Linked DNA regions of Zea mays: region 1 is linked to region 2. Evidence: chromatin contacts called from public Hi-C data. All regions are on one chromosome and are shown on one strand. Each heading gives the region's core, a stretch centred on a gene start, on an enhancer-like site or on the middle of the called end of the contact. The rest is flanking DNA. Distances are from core to core; before and after follow the strand shown. Region 1 holds the start of LOC103653663 (polyadenylate-binding protein RBP47). Region 2 holds the start of LOC100283652 (gibberellin receptor GID1L2).

The links. Hi-C and Micro-C count contacts between places; a contact is called where the count stands out from the background.
Region 1: a Hi-C map of bundle sheath shows a contact between it and region 2, with 4 times the contacts expected there. The contact joins the promoter of LOC103653663 here to the promoter of LOC100283652 in region 2. A contact is called at or near these places in 8 of 25 Hi-C or Micro-C datasets (bundle sheath, ear, endosperm and 3 more).

The regions. Positions count from the first base shown.
Region 1 is chr4:127,779,611-127,783,898 of Zm-B73-REFERENCE-NAM-5.0, forward strand. It overlaps LOC103653663 (polyadenylate-binding protein RBP47), which reads left to right and starts at 2,992. Exons shown (of 6, transcript XM_008680491.2): 1 at 2,992-3,516; 2 at 4,090-4,288. The coding sequence starts at 3,130.
Region 2 is chr4:127,598,436-127,602,780 of Zm-B73-REFERENCE-NAM-5.0, forward strand. It overlaps LOC100283652 (gibberellin receptor GID1L2), which reads left to right and starts at 1,620. Exons shown (of 1, transcript NM_001156553.2): 1 at 1,620-2,806. The coding sequence starts at 1,717. The coding sequence ends at 2,715.

The DNA.
Region 1 (4,288 bases), core at 1,742-4,241, 180 kb after region 2:
TTTAATTTTCCCGAAGCTCCTCCACTTGTGACGAAGCAAAACCAACAGCGGTGCTTCGGTTGAGTGCGATGAACAAGCTTTGGCTATGGTCAAATTTTTGGCAGCAAAACAGTGCAATAGCAATGAATGCTGTGGTAACTTCACACTTACCCGTCTGTTTATATAGTGCCGCAGGTGGGAAGGTGAATCGTCAAGTCTTCCGCACCGGACGAACAGTTGCCCGCACCCACTGAATGGTGGGCCACAGAACCCGAGAAGGTGAATCGCCAGGACGCGCGTACTCGTTGCATGGTGGGACCATTTCACGCTCGGAATATTGTGATCGTTTCTCGGCAACGAGCTTAGGGAAGGTGTTTTCGGACCTTCGGCTCTCCGAAGCATGGGAGACTTTTTCACGGATCAAGCTCGTTACGAAAAACGATCTAGCACCGCGAAGGGGCTACTGTTGGGGGTATGCTTCGTCGCCGAAGATCCTGTAAGAAGAAACACCTTCACCAGATGCTCTCAAAAGCAGTGTCGAAGCTATCATCCATAAAGCTTCGGCATAGTGGCATGTCTCAAGACGAAGGATTGCACCGACTTAAAGATGAAATGACTGATTGATCCATGAGAGTCTGTGTCATAATCGTAATCTTTTGTAAAGGGCATGAATGTAATATCTCACAGGTTGTGCCCTGTGCCTATAAATAAATGAACAATACCCCGTACTGTTCACACTGACTTGTATTCATTCGCACGTCACACTCGGATTCTCACCTTCTGTCAAGCCGAAGGTATAAATGTAATTCAATATTATCCATGTTTATTCATGATTATATAATAAAAATGTCTGAATGATATCATATGATTATTCATGTTTTGTATGTGTCATATGATCCTGCTTTCCATTGTATATTGAGATGATGAAGGTACGTCCTTCATGACCTTCGTCTGAAGATCATTATATCCTAAGGGAAATAATGCTTCGAAGGACGAAGGTCTTTAATCATTAACTTTTGTGTTGCCTTGTTCTTAATTCATAGCATTTGAGAACAAGTCCCCAACAGAACCCATACCAAATCACCATGTTCTAATTTTAGCTCCTTCCTACCTTTACTAGTAGCAATGCAATACTTTCGTTCATCTTTTCAATTTGCAACTGAGTTGTTTCATGCAACTTAAGTATAAATACAAAACATTGTGTAGCATTTGTAGAAAATGGTGACGCCTAAGAGGGGGTGAATTAGGACTTCTAAAAACTTCTTTCTTAACTAGGCCACAAAATAAACCTTAGAACAAAACCTATGTAAATAAGCAATCTAGAATGTGCAAACTAAGTTTTGTCTATGTGTTGCTATCTCTACCACAAAAGGAGTTATGCAACCTAAGTTCCAATCCTTTATATTATACACTAAGAAGAGTAGAGATTGCAACTTAAGTAGAGAGAGAGAGAGTAAATGCGGAAGATTAAAGAGCTAGTAGAGAAAGCATAGGTTTTGTTCTAAGGTTAGTTAGACCGTTATTGCTCTTTTGCTCTAGGTGATTAGCGTAGGTATTTTGCGAAGTGCTTTAGGTTAGTTAGACTACTATTGCGCTTTTGCTCTAGGTTGTTCCAAGTTAGTTAAGTGAGTTTAAAATAGTAAAAAAGTATCCTAGTCACTTTTAGCTCCTAAGGAGGAGCTAAACTTTAGTCAATTTGCTTTAACTCTTGGATCAAAACAAGCCTTTAGACGAATTTATAAGGGAGTTTAGGCTACTATCATGTTATGCTATATCTGGTTACTGAAAATTACATTACCGCATGTTATATAAATATATAATATATTATTTATGTGGATAGTTCTAAGAAATATTATAATCATTTTCATCTTATTGTGTTTGTTCCATTTCATATTAAATTAGCAACATGGTAGTATATATACTAAAATGGATTGTGTCTATATGCAAGCATTAAATACCTTGCAAACAGTTAAATAAATAACCTATTGTATACTAGCATATAGTCCGTGCTAACGCTATGATCCCAGAGATGGAGGAGAGAGGTCGACGATGACGAGGGGGAATGAGTGATGATGTAAGATCCAAATAATATTGTACATGGATTTGAGTAAGAGAGAAGATGTTATCCATCGATCTGAATCGTTGGTTTTGATTTTGTGTTAAGTATGATGTAATTTGTTTGGTGGATATAATGGATGATATGATTGTGTGGATGATTTGATTCTGTGTTTTGTAAAGTTTAAACTGGTGAATTATATAGTGCTATAGATATATGGTCTGTTTGGTTCAACTTTTTTCTGACCAACTTTTATGAGAATCTGGCTGTGAGAAGAATCTGATTGTGGAGAGAATTTGATTATCGTTAGAATTATGTGCGGAGGAAGATGAATATATTCATAGGGTTCAGGATCTAGAAAGTAATGGATTCCTACTATTACAATAACTCGACGAATTATGTGTTTATATTGATTTTGGATAGTTTTTAACAAATCAAGTTTTATAAAAGTTGGGTATTTGGTATTCAACATCAACTTTTGGTGGCCAGAACTTATGAAAAGCTGAAACAATCATGACCATAGTTACGTGTTATAATCTAAAGACTAGCTTCGTCCATAGATTATACATGCCCAAACGTCATGCTAATTACTTTCACGTAATCTGCTACTGAAATTAATGATTTTGTAGCATTCCATGTTTTTTAATGCGACTGGTTCCAAATCTACAGACAGTCACTTCAAGTCCAGTTACCGGCCCAGCCTATTATTGCCTGGTAACTGAGCCACATTTCGTCCAGAAATAGCAAAACATCAGCCGCATGCCCGCATATCCACAAAAGTAGCAGCAGCGCCAGCGGCCAGCCGCCAGCGCACCACCCCATTCGACCATTCCCTAAAATCTCCTACTCCGTACCCTACCGGGCCCATGCGTCAGTGTCTTCAACGCCCACCCATCGAACGGCCGCGCCATCGCGAAATCCTAGATCGCACGGCCGAGATCTCTCAGCAACGACATATAAAAATGTAGCGTCAGCCTCTGCGCACGAGCTCTCTCCTCTCTTTCCGCCTCCATCCGACCACCCCCGCGAGCTTCGACAGTTCGACACACGCGGCCGCCCCTTCCCGGCTCCAGCCACACCCCCCGGAGGCGGCGATGCAGATGGCAGCGGCAGTTGCCCCCACCGACGCCCCGGCCTCGGCGTCTGCGGCGGCGGCGCCCTCCCGCCCCCACGCGCACGCCGCGGCAGCGGTGGCGGCCGCGTCGCCTCACCCGCACGCACTGCATCCGCATCACCATATGCCGCAACCGCGGTGGGTGGTCATCCCATACCCTCCTCCACACCATCCCATGGTGGCCGCGCCGCCGCCACCTTCTCTGCAGTTTGTGAAGCATTTTACGCCGCCGTCCTCGGTAACACCGCCGCCGCCGACTGGATCCGGCGGGAACGGGGGCGAGGATAACCGGACCATCTGGGTGGGCGACCTGCAGTACTGGATGGACGAAAACTATCTTCACAGCTGCTTCGGCTCTAGCGGCGAGGTTCCTTCTCTCTCACAGAGCCTGCTCCTCCTCTGATCCAGCATTATCCGTACTGGATCTCTCGAATCCAGCTAGGTTTATTCCATGGCTTAGTGTTGATTCGTCTATACTGTGCTGTAACAGGCTTAGTGGCGTAGTTTTGCGGCAAATCCTGGTTTGGTAACGAAAAAGGAATATGTGATATTATTCTGTTGAATTGTGTTGGTAAGGTAGCAACGTAGTCACATTCTCAGTTAAGGCTACTGTATTTGATCTAAATGGATTATCACTTTAATATATTGTTCACGAATGTCTGTGTTTCTTTGAGAGACTTGCTCTACCACTAACTATCTTTTATTCCATTCATTACTGATTGCCAATTAGCTAGTTATCTGCTATTGTGTTGTTATAAGGTAGTGAAGTCATCAGTTTTTCAGTTAAGACCACTATGTTTGGCTTAAATGGTTTACCCTTTTCTTTGCTGCATCAAGTAAGATTTTGTTGTCTTTTCTTTGAGAGATTTGCTCCATCATTACGTTACCATTTTCTCCATGCGTTACTAATTGCTGTATCACTATTCATCTGCTATTGTAGGTGGTGAATATTAAAGTCATTCGCAATAGACACTCGGGAGTTTCTGAGGGTTATGGTTTTATAGAGTTTTATACTCACGTTTCAGCAGAGAAGGCACTGCAGAATTTTTCTGGTCACGTAATGCCTAATACTGACCGGGCTTTTAAGTTAAACTGGGCATCATATAGTATGGGAGAAAAACGCTCGGAAATTTCGTCTG
Region 2 (4,345 bases), core at 370-2,869:
ATCTCGGATGAAAAAAACACAAAAATTAAAGTTCTAGGCCTCGAAAAGTTATTTAACTTTATAGTTGACATCTTTTAAATTTGAAATAATCTTATCATATAAAAATACATTTGAAGTTTTCATATTTAAAATCCAAATGTTGTAAACGATCTCGGATGAAAAAACTATTAAATAAAAGTCGTAGGTCTCAAAGAGTTATGCAACTTTGTAGTTAACAACTTTTCCATTTAAATTCATTTAATGTCTCAAATAATCAATTTACTCTCAGTTTGTTATAATACTTGGGAGAGAAAATTTAATATAGACACAAATGATATAAGAGGTGGAGTGGTGGAGAAGGTTGCACATAAGCGAGAGGTTACGAGTTCGAATCTTACTCTCCGTAAAACATGATGTGCAGCCCTTGGTAGTTGGTACTTGAAACTGCTCTCCCAATAAGAGCACACCCTCTAAATTCTAATTCATTATTTGAGAGTTATTAATAAAAAAATTTCTTTCTATGTATTTTTATCATCCAATTATCGCTTCTCTATATGTTATGTGCAAGAGAACATGTAAATAGACTCTTACAACCTTCACCGTACCTTCAGCTGTGGTTAGTCCATTGCTACAATATATTTGTTTGCCTTTACAGTTGATAACATCAAATGAAATTGTCTACAACAATAAGAGCACCCTCTCTAAATTCTAAATTATTATTTGAGAGCTATTAATATAATAATAACTCTCTATATCCTTTTATCCTCCAACTACTGTTTCTCTACATCTTCTGCACAAGAGAGCCTATCTCGTTCTTTATTTTAAGCTATCGAGAAACAACTAGCTAATAAGTTGTTGGGTGATATTTTTTACTAAAATCTATATTTATATTAATTGTTCATTCATCCTTAGTTATAAGATTTTTTTATTTTTATACTATTTTTATCATATATCTAGATATAATATATATATATTGAAATATACTACTCTTCTAAAATTGTAGTCATTTTATCTCTTCGTTTTATATCTATATTCAAATGGACGAAGATAAATATAAATATAAATATAAATATATATATATATATATAATGAATCTATTAATTAAATAAAACCAATTAATTTGGTAGGGAGGGAATATTATATAAGCTATATAGCTTAAAAAGCTAAAGCATCTTATAACTTAAAATGATGAAAGAAAATTCAGAGGTGGGAAAAAGGAGCTTGAAGTTGCTTTGATGTGTCCACGTGTTGCAATAGAAAAAAAAAGATAATGGCATATTTAATGACGGGGGATTTTTCAGGCAGAAAGCACTACTAGCATCACATCAGATCTTCTAGAAGAAAGTGAATTCCTCTTCTCGTGTGTGGAAGAGAAAAAAAATTGAAGGATACGTATATGCGAGACTTGTGCGTCCACAAACAGGTTCCATCAAGGCCGGATAACTGGACACCGCACATCTTTCGGGTCACAGCGAATCGACAAGCTAGCAGTGCCGGCCCTCACGTAGTCAGCAGTCAGCACTGCCGGCGACGCGTAGACCGAGTCCCTCATCAAAGAGTCCGCAACCTACCAAGTACCAACCAACCGCCTGGGCTGGGCAGGCGAGCAAGACAAAGCACGCCAAGCGGCAAGCGCAAGTCCAACAGCCCGCATCGCTCACTCCGTCACTCACTCGGCGCGGCGCCCATCCCCGCGGTTCTCACGAGCGCGCGCGCCTGCGTCCGGCGCCGTCCGCCATGGCGTCGTCCAAGCCTTTATTCCCCTTCCCCGTCCCCGCCCCCGACCCGTCCGACGAGGTCGTGCGCGAGTTCGGCCCGCTGCTCCGGGTCTACAAGAGCGGCCGCATCGAGCGGCCCCTGGTGGCTCCGCCCGTGGAGCCTGGCCACGACGCCGCCACGGGGGTCCAATCCAAGGACGTCCACCTCGGCTCCTACTCGGCCCGCCTCTACCTGCCCCCCGTGGCCGACGCCGGTGCCAAGCTGCCCGTCGTCGTGTTCGTGCACGGCGGCGGCTTCGTGGCCGAGTCCGCCGCCTCGCCCAACTACCACCTCTTCCTCAACAGGCTCGCCGCCGCCTGCCCCGCGCTCGCGGTCTCCGTCGACTACCGCCTGGCGCCCGAGCACCCGCTCCCGGCGGGGTACGACGACTGCCTCGCCGCGCTCAAGTGGGTGCTTTCCGCCGCCGACCCCTGGGTCGCCGCCCACGGGGATCTCGCGCGCGTCTTCGTCGCCGGGGACAGCGCCGGCGGCAACGTCTGCCACTACCTCGCCATCCACCCGGACGTCGTCCAGGCGCAGCAGCAGGGCTGCCCGCCGCCGCTCAAGGGCGCCGTGCTCATCCACCCCTGGTTCTGGGGCTCCGAGGCCGTGGGCGAGGAGCCCAGGGACCCCGCCGTGCGCACCATGGGCGCCGGACTCTGGTTCTTCGCGTGCCCCGATGCTAATAGCATGGAAGACCCGCGGATGAACCCCATGGCGCCCGCCGCACCGGGACTCCACACGCTGGCGTGTGAGCGCGTCATGGTGTGTACCGCGGAGGGCGACTTCCTCAGGTGGCGCGGCCGCGCGTACGCCGAGGCGGTGGCCGCGGCGAGGGGAGGCCGCCTGGGGCAGGCCGCCGGCGTCGAGCTGCTGGAGACCATGGGAGAGGGCCATGTCTTCTTCCTCTTCAAACCCGACTGCGACAAGGCCAAGGAGATGCTGGACAAGATGGCGGCTTTCATCAATGCGCCGTGAACGTGAACGTGATCCGTGACGCGTGCGCCCTTGTTCCTTTGTGTTTGCGTGACAATGTGGAAAATAAAATAATATATTTCAGCTGTTTTGGAAATTTTTGCCCACGCATCGACTAGCCAACTTGATGCCAAATTCATCGTTCACGCAAAATTGGACTACTTCAGGTGAAGAGCATATAATCTATGCTAACGTTACAATTCTGATGAGAGGGGCACACAATTTTGATGAGAAGTCGATAACGGCGGCACGAGCGGCCACGAGGTCACCCTTAAGGGAATGAGAGATAAAAAAATATTTAAATAATACTGATTGAGTAAGGGTTGCTTTGGCGGCATGGCTCCTTGAGCGGGTCTAGTTTGGACTCATCATGAAGCCCTACCAAATGATCACAAAAAAATGTTTCTCGTCAAGAGCCTCTAAAGAGCTATAACCGTTTTTTATTACATCATGATGCCCGAGACATCCACATAGTCATTAACATAGATCAAAGTGCGAAAACGAAACATAGAACCACACGCCCTTCACAGGCAGCCGACTGGAGGTTTGCCGCTAACCCACGCCTAGAACTTATCATAGTCTTGAAACGCCTGAAAATCCTCCACCGGGACTTCATCTTCTCCCGAGCAGTGGTTGCAATGTGGACAACCTGTGGGTTTTGGTGTTATAAAGCAAGGATGGGTACACATCAACAAACTCAGCAATTGTCACGTTTGGCTGTGGTGAACTAGCTTTATGTGGGGTAAGGATCAAGCAGTTGCTTTTAGTTGGTCAATTAATTATTACAACTAGAGAGCCAGGTTTTAGCATTAAACCCAAGCTATTAGCCCAAAAGTACTCCTTCCAAACGAAAAAATACCAAAAATCATAATCGTAATCACCAAAACCATAATTAACCTCATCATCTTCTGTGATTATAGTATCTCTAATCAATGGAGCTACCAAGGCCGCTCATAACCGTGAGCACGACTGATGTATCAGTTTCATAACACTCTGCAGAGGTTACACACTTTACCCACGAGTCGTGATTCCCTCTTGTAACACCCTGAATTTGGGGTATAAAATTTCTTCTCTAATGCCTACCAAATTCAGGAGTTACCTCTTGTTTCTCTCTCTCTAGATTTCTTCTCTCTCTTTTTATTAGAACTATGTCTAGTTTATAGGGGATTAACTATTTATTTAATATAGCAAAACCTATGTGAGTCATGAAATATTGCATCATGCTGAGCCTAAATTATTATTTTGGTTGATGTACATGTTTGAATTAGTTTGAATTTGAATTGGGTTTGAATTTGATTTGAAATCCATAGAGAAAATAAAAAGAAAAACATTTGGAAAATTGTAAAGCCCAAAATTGGTAGAAGGAAAAAATAATAAAATAAATAAATACATTTGTAATAAGGTTTTGAGAATTTTTTTAACCTTTAAAATTTATTAGGACCTTTTTTTATAATCAATTAAGGATATTAACATAGTCATGTAACCAATAAATGAATAAAAGAGTGGGCATCTTATACTTATGAATTTGTGGTGATACATTTTATTGAAATAAGGAATCATAATTTAAATTTGACCTTAATTTTTTAAATGAAAACGTAAAATAGAAAATGAGAAAGTAAATTTTAATGAAGTC